Linked DNA regions of Mus musculus: region 2 is linked to region 1. A link is a contact called in public targeted proximity ligation data. All regions are on one chromosome and are shown on one strand. The core of a region is the stretch at or near the end of the contact, and the rest is flanking DNA. Distances in the headings are between cores, read along the strand shown. Region 1 has its middle 24 kb from the start of Chrm1. Region 2 overlaps Scgb1a1 (secretoglobin, family 1A, member 1 (uteroglobin)).

Region 1 (3,783 bases), core at 1,249-3,748:
AGAGATGAAGGGAGAGACGGAAGGAGAGAGAGAGAACCCAAACTCAAAGCTAGTTACATATGTAATCTCAGCAGCTTGAAAACTGAGGCAGGAGGATTTCAAGCTTGAGGCCAACCTGGGCTACAGAGTTCCAGGCTAACCAGGGATACCAAAAGTGAGACCTTATCTCTAAAACCCAAAGCAAGCCCCTTAGCCAAAGGTCTTCACATTCAGCCCCTTGGGTGAATGAGCCCTCCTACAGGTTCTGGAATTCTGGTCTTCGCATAGGTGCTGGACTCACGCCTTCATGTCCAACTCTTTCCAACTCCTCTGCTTAGGCTCTTCTTATCCTGCTTTGCTTCAAGACTGCCTGTGCTCCCTTCAGGATCCAGAAAGAAGCAGCATTTACACACTAGGGCTCCAGGCCCCTCAGAAGACAACAGATTTCAGCCAGCCTGGAGGTGGAAGAGATGACCAGAGAGGAACCGGAATGCAGGAGCACTAGAACCAGAAAACCATTAAACAGAGAGAACATTGGGGAGATGTCTGGGAGTAAGGGCTTTGCAGAGATAAACAGGAAAAATGGCAATTAAGGAACATGGGAGGGCTCAGAAGATGATTCCGTTGGCAAAGTGCTTCCTTCACAACTGTAGGGACCACAGTCTAGATTCCCAGCACCTACATAAAAGCCTGGCACACCTGTAACCCCAGTGCTGGGGGGGGGGGCACAGATTCCGGGGGAGTGGAAATTTCCCTAGTCAGCCAGTCTACCTAAAATGGCAAGCTCTGGGTTCAGTGAGAAACCCTATCACAAAAAATAAGTCAAGCCCAGCATGATGGTGGCTGCCTTCAACTGCAGCAATCTGGCAGAAGTAGGCTGATCTCTATGAGTTATAGGCCACTCTGATCTATAAAGCAAGTTATAAGCCAGCCAGGGTTACACGATAAGATCCTGTCTCCAAAAATTAAACTTAAATTAAAGTAGAAATGATAAAGGAAGATGCTACATGCCAACCTTTGGCCTCCGTGTATATGTGCACGCATGAATGCATATACATAGTAATGGTTTGAATGCGAATGCCCACCATAAACTTATATGTTTGAATGCTTGGTCCACATTTGATGGAACTATTTCAGAAGAATTAGGAGGTGTGTCACTGGGGGACAGGCCTTGCAGTTTCAAAGGCCCACACCATTCCCAGTGAGAGGGAGAGAGAGAGAAAGAGAGACAGAGACAGGGAGAGACAGAGAGACAGAGAGAGAGAGACAGAGACTGAGAGAGACAGAGAGAGACAAAGAGAGACAGATCCTCTAGATTAGGGTGTCAGCTCTCAGCTACAGCTATGCCTGCCTGCTGTCATAATCCCTGCCATTATGATTATGAACTCTAACCCTCTGACACCATGAGCTACAGTAAACATTTCCTTTTATAAGTTGGTTTAGTCATGTTGTGTCTTCGCAGCAATAGAAAAGCGTACACATATACATACATGCGCACACACACATCCTTCCTCCTCCTTCTCCTCTCTGGTCTTCCCTGGAAATCTGTTCCAAAGTGGGTTTGCGTGTGTGGGTCCCAGAGAGAATGAATCTTGTCTTTCAAGCTCTTTCTACCCTCACTTCACCTTTAGTATCTCCATCACTCCTACTGTAGACAATCTCAGCCTCGGAGGAGCCTGGTTACCTGACATCTTGGTTGTCACTGAAAGAAATGATTTAAAAGAAGGAAAACAGTGTCAGTGGTTTCAGTCCACAGTCCCTTGGATGCACACTTCTGTGCCTCTAGTGAGGCAGACTGTCAGGCAGAGAGGGCATGATAGAAGTGCTCACTTGGAAAGGGCCACAGCAAAGCACACTCCTCAAAGACAGTCTCCAGGGACTACTTGCTCCAACCAGGCCCCACTTTCCGGTAGCCCGTTTTTAAAGTTAGTACCCACTCTCCTGATTCACTTGCTTCTTATTGGGGTCCACTAAGTAGAGAACAAGACTTTAATACAAAACAAGGAAGACATTGCATATCCAAACAACAATCTCCAGAGAGACATCTGCTACGGTGATGTGCATAGGAGTCCACCCTTGGACAAAATGACATTTTCTTCTCTTAAGATGTGGGGGGCGGGGGGAGGCTGGAGAGATGGCTCAGCGGTTAAGAGCACCAACTGCTCTTCTGAAGGTCCTGAGTTCAAATCCCAGCAACCACATGGTGGCTCACAACCATCTATAATGAGATCTGATGCCCTCTTCTGGTGTGTCTGAGACAGCTACAGTACTTACATATAATAAATAAATCTTAAAAAAAAAAAAGATGTGTGTGTGTGTGTGTGTTTCTGCCTATGTCTGTGCACATGTATGTCCCAGTATGTGTGTCCGTGGTTCACAGAAGCCAAAAGGAGATGTTAGATCCCTCAGGGCTGGAGTTAAGGGCATTTGTGGGACACCTGTCTTGTTATCTGACTACTGGGAGTCTGAACTTCGGTCCTCATAACTGCATAACAAGCATTCTTAAGTTCTAAGTCATCTCCCTAGCCCACAGAGTTGTGCTTTCTTGAAACCAGATTGGTCGTGGCAGAACCAGGCCAGGAAGGTGGAACCTAACCAAGGTTTTATCTCAACACCGACTCCTCTATAAGCTGGTTGACTTTCTGCACATCTCTGAGCTTTTGTTTCCTTCCTGGGAAGGCAGAGCTGTTACAGCTGAAGAAGCAATGACGGAGCCTCCACACTTGAGAGGCTCAGTCTCAAGATGAAATTCAAAATGTCCCCTGTAAGTCACTGTAAGGCCCATTTGTAAGTCATGATTGGCAATATTTTCTAATTATTTTATCTGTATTGGTGTTTTGTCTGCACATATGAACATGTGCCTGGTACCCACAGGGGCCAGAATCCCGTGGAACTGGAGTTTCAGGCAGTTGTGAGCCACCATGTGGATGCTGGGAATCAAACCTGGCTCTTCTGAAAGAGTAGCCACTGCTTTTAACCACTAAACCACCTCTCCAGACCCTGATCACAGAGATATTTTCATTAGTTAGTTGGTTAACTGTTGGTTTATGGTAGTAATATTATGGGAGAGTTATGCCTCCTTTTGCTCCTAAAAATCTACATGGGGTTTCTGCCCCCCTCTAACCTACTTAGCTCTCAAGTAAACAACACAGAAACATCAGACTTTTTTAACAGGTTGCTGGCACTATGCTGGGCAGATTCTGAGCTATTCTAACCCAGCTAGGCTATTAATAATCAGATAAATACCCCATAACTTGCCATCTGAGTCTGGTTCTGTTCCATGTGTGTCCTCAGTGCTAGCTTCTCTTAGCCACATGTTTATGTTCCACCTTGCCCCATGACAATTCCCTTCTTCCGTCTCCTCCTTCTTCTCCTTGTGGTCCCTAGTTGAAATCCCCTCACTCAGTCTGGAGTTCCTCTTTCCTATCTCCCCTGCCCAGTCAGAGGCTCTAGCTTTTTATATACCAGTCAGAGACTTTTGGGAAACATTCTTTACAGCACATTGATCAATATAATACCTATGTCCAGACTGCAATCTGCTCTTGGGGTACAGAACTCACCATCTGAATACACAGCACACAAGGCCAACCCCGATATTACTTAGTACTGAGAATGTAATCCAAGACCTTGTGCATGCTAGTAAGCACTTTGTTCTCGAGACTCTAGAATTTTCTCTAAATGCAGTAGTTTAGGATATATTTGGACAGTGTCACACACGAAGGAAAAGAGCACTCTTTGAGGCTTTTGTTGGAGATATTCTTTTAAAGATTTATTTTATGTATATGAGAAGAGGCCATCGGATCC
Region 2 (4,257 bases), core at 734-3,233, 390 kb after region 1:
CCTTTTTTGAGGCAGAAGCATAGTTCACTAAATAGTTCTGGGCTGGCCTGGAACTTGCTACATACCCAAGTTGGCCTCGAATTCACAGCCATCCGTCTGCCTTTGCCTCCCAGATGCCAGGGTTAGAGGTGTGTACCACTATGCTTGGCTATTGAATTTTTAGACAAAGCTGGTCTTGAGTTTGTAGTGATCCGTCTGCCTTTGCCTCTCAAGTGCTGGGATTACAGGTGTGTATCACTAGATGCTGCTTTTAATCTTTTTTATTTTTATTTTTTGACTCAGAAACATTTAAAATATCATCTTCATAGTTTGAGCTTAATACTTTTCAAATTCAGGAAGTGTGTATTTGCCTCCTATGTTTTAGTTTGGCATATTCATAGTGAGGATGGCTGATTATAGAAATAGAAGTATAGATTCTCTGTCTCTCTCTCTCCTGAGATGGTCTCATTCTGTAGTTTTAGCTGACCTAGAACTCAGACTGTCTGCCTTTGAGTGTTAAAGGCAGGCATCACTACACTCAGCCTTTCTTTATTTTTGAAATGTAAACACCACTTTTAGCAAGTGGTTCCTTAAAACAACATCATCAACAACATCCAACTATGCTGGCCTGGGCAGGACCTTGGCCTACTAGCAGGATCAAGATATTAACTTAGCAGGTCAGGGAAAAAAAACCAAAATCCCAATGGCCACTTCCTATTTTTCTCCAATTTCATTTACACTGCACAGATAATTCACCTTTTCTATGGTTGTAGTCAGTTCATTTTTGCATTTGGCCATGCACTCGCGCACGCGCATGCGTAGATTCACCTCGTGCCCAGCAGCTCTCATGGGTGCTCATGGGGCTTCATGTTTGCACAGCGAACAGTTTCCTGATAGCTACGTTTCCTAGTACTCTCTGCATTTGAAGAACCTAAGGTATGTACCTTTCTCTGGGCTAATACACATTCTTGCACATTGCCAAAGCAGATATCTCTAAGGCAGAGATTCACTGCAATATAATTGTATTTCCTTTTATTCCCAGTCATCGGCATTGTGTTTGTGCAAGGTAAATACTTTCTTAGCAGTGAATAAGTCGTTAAAATTCGCAACTTTTTATGACCTTGGACCTTGTCCATTTAAATAATGCTCACCTAGGTGGGTAGTTCGAGGGAGGCCACATATGCACCTTAGACAGAATGACCTGGATGCAGAAGAATCTAGGGCCTTGGGAGTGAAGGAGTGGGCCGCCACCAGGGCCCAGCCTGCCACAAATAGTCTCTTTTGGAATCACTGGTCCCCCTGACCTGCCCTGGAATTTTTACAATCCCAGCCCCTCCTCTGGCAGACAATGAAGGAGTGGGTGTGGTGGCTTTAGTGCTGTGTACACAAATGAGTGTTTATGGTGGACTTTTCTCATCATTATCCCTAGTTTACTGACCCTGAAGAGTCCTGTGTGGGAGGTTCTACCATCAGTAGGGCAGGAGCTGGGCCTCCGCTCTGGGTTGTGTGAGAAATAAAAGAGATATGCTAATGTCTGCCAAGCCAAAGCTTGTAAGGTTGCAGTTTCTGCTATGGGACTTTAAAACCAGGCAGGTGGACCAATTCTTGGTCCTCTCTGTCTTCAGGGCCATCTCAGAGTCTAGATATGTCAGGATGGCCTTTGAGGTCTTGTGGGAGTGGAATTACTCCTAATTCCAATAGGACTGGCCGGTCACTGGAAGGCTTCAGCCGTGCTACTTGTGTGCCGTGCTAGACTACTTGTGTGCCTTTCGGTGGGTTTTTCCTCAGAATTTTGACAAAAACAAACAAATAAACAAACAAACAAGCAAACAAACTCTGCCCAAATAAAGCTTTAGAGGCCAGATAAAACGATTTAAAATCGATGCTAGAGAATGACTCTCACCATCTGCCCCGCCCAAAAGTCAAAGGGTTGGTGCGGGGTCTAGTCCTCAAACTCGCAGGGGGCGGTAGCATGGACTACACTGCCCCCTGGTGGCCACGACGCAGGAGCAGGCGTGGCCCGTAACCGCCCATGTAGCTGCTTCTAGGCGCTGAACTGGCTGCCTGGCTGGCTGGCGTTCTCTTCCATAGCTTCCTTGTTCCGGTGCCCTCTGCCTCTTCCCTTTCTATTTCTACATACAGCTCTTCTGCACACGCCTCCAACTCTACTCTTTTTTCAACCTTTTGGGATGGTGTGGCCCGGCTCCAGTGGAGGCTCGCTGATGTTAGGACAAATTCTAAACCAATCAACATCTTTTTGGGCAGCGGATATTGTGTGTGGCCAGTACAAAAAGGTCCCAAGGTGGGGCTTGACTTTTAGGAACTAAAGGTCGAAGAGAGGGGATGTCTGGATTGAGAAGGGGGAGACAAGGGCTGTCATGGGTCTTGTGTTGAGCTTGAACATTTATGGTCCGTATGCTTTTAAGACTGGAGTGTGGGAACACTGCTAAGATTTTACATGGGATCAAACTCCCTGTGGTGGATGCATGGTCATTGAATTGCTTAGCAGTTAGTCAGCTGGCAGCCTGTAAAGGGGCCTCTGGGATTGCAGCAGCCAGGGATGATGGTGTGGCCAGGAGATATTGAAGGAGTGAATGACCCCAGAGGTCTCGGTTGATTGGACAAAGAAGGGCTAAGGGATGCCTATCAGGCTCCTGGCTGGAATAGTGTAGCCCAGAGGATGGAGTTAGAATCCAGTAACATTTAGGACCAGACATGGGGAGGGAGGGATGGTATTACAGGTCTTTTAGACAAGCTAGGCTAGGGCTGTTGAATAGATGGTGGGACTTAACATTCTATTACTAGGTAGGGCATTGCAGTCTACTGATGGCAAATAACTGAAGTGTAGAGGAAGGAGGACTTGTGGGATCTTGTGTGGCACCAGGGCAGGACTCAGCTGTCCTCCCTTACTTCTGGTTCCCTTCACTCACTCCAGCTCCAATGCTCTGGCTCCAGCAGGTACAGAAAAAGACCATTGCACACAGGCAGGTGAGATGCTCGCAGTTTATTGCAAAGAGGAAGGAGGGGTTGGTGTGGGGAAGCCGAGGAGCCGAGGAGACACAGGGCAGTGACAAGGCTTTAGCAGTAGAATATCTCTGAAATCCAGTGAGCTTCAGAATCTTAAATCTTGCTTACACAGAGGACTTGTTAGGATTTTCTCCTAGAATAAAGAAACACCCCACACCCCCAATAGTGAGTGAACCTCAGAAGTAGATGCAGTAGTGGTGCAGAGACTTATCAGACAAAAGCCACAGTAAATTCTGAGAGGAATTGAGGGTTAGAAGGCCTTGGATGGGGAACAAAATACTCATGGATGGAGTTACAAAGACAAAGTTAGGAGCAGAGCCTGAAGGAATGACCATCCAGAGACTGCCCCACTTGGGGATCCACCCCATAAACAACCGCCAAACCCAGACACTAGGCAGATATCAACAAGAGCCTGCTGACAGGAGCCTGATATAGCTGTCTCCTGCAAGGCTCTGCCAGTGCTCGGCAAATACAGAAGTGGATGCTCACAGTCATCCATTGGACAGAGCACAAGGTCCCCAGTGAAGGAGCCAAAGAAATACCCAGGGAGCTGAAGGGGACTGAAGACCCATAGAAGGAACATCAATATGAACAAACCAGTACCCTCAGAGCTCCTTGGAACTATACCACCAATCAAAGAAAACACATGGTGGAACTTGTGGCTCTAGCTATATTTGTAGCAGAGGATGGCCTAGTCCGTTGTCAATGGGAGGAGAGGCCATTGGTCCTGTGAAGGCTCTATGCCCTAGTATAGGGGAATGCCAGGACCAGGAATGGGAGTGGGTGGGTTGGGGAGCAGGGGGGAGTGGATAGGGGATTTTTGGAGGGGAAACTAGAAAAGAGGATAACATTTGAAATGTAAATAAAGAAAATATCTAATAAAAGAGAGAAAGAAAGAAAGAGAGGAAGAGAGAGAGAGAGAGAGAGAGAGAGAGAGAGAGAGAGAGAGAGAAAGAAAGAAAGAAAGAAAGAAAGAGAGAAAGAAAGAAAGAAAGAAAAGAAAAGAAAAGAAAAAGAAGGCCTTGGATGGTTTTCTCAAAGACTACCTAAATTTGATCCACAGGACCCACATGGTGGAAGGAAAGATCCAACTCCTTAAAGATTGTCCTCTGACCTCCACATGTGTCTCACACACACACACACACACACACACACACACACACACTCACACAAAGTAGATAAAATATCAAAATTATTATGGAAAAAAAAATCAGTGGAGTTGGGTGTGCACGGTTCAAGCTTGTAGTACCA

Evidence for each region.
Region 2: a targeted proximity ligation map of pancreatic cancer cells shows a contact between it and region 1. A contact is called at or near these places in 4 of 39 promoter capture datasets (cranial neural crest, hematopoietic stem and progenitor cells, pre-B cells and 1 more), 1 of 130 datasets of targeted methods (pancreatic cancer cells) and 1 of 9 other capture datasets (liver).

The regions. Positions count from the first base shown.
Region 1 is chr19:8,686,118-8,689,900 of GRCm38.p6, forward strand. No RefSeq gene overlaps it. Among named protein-coding and RNA genes, the nearest start is that of Chrm1, 24 kb to the left of the region's middle.
Region 2 is chr19:9,080,673-9,084,929 of GRCm38.p6, forward strand. Scgb1a1 (secretoglobin, family 1A, member 1 (uteroglobin)) reads right to left here. Exons shown (of 3, transcript NM_011681.2): 3 at 2,970-3,139. The coding sequence ends at 3,092. Among named protein-coding and RNA genes, the nearest start is that of Scgb1a1, 5.2 kb to the right of the region's middle.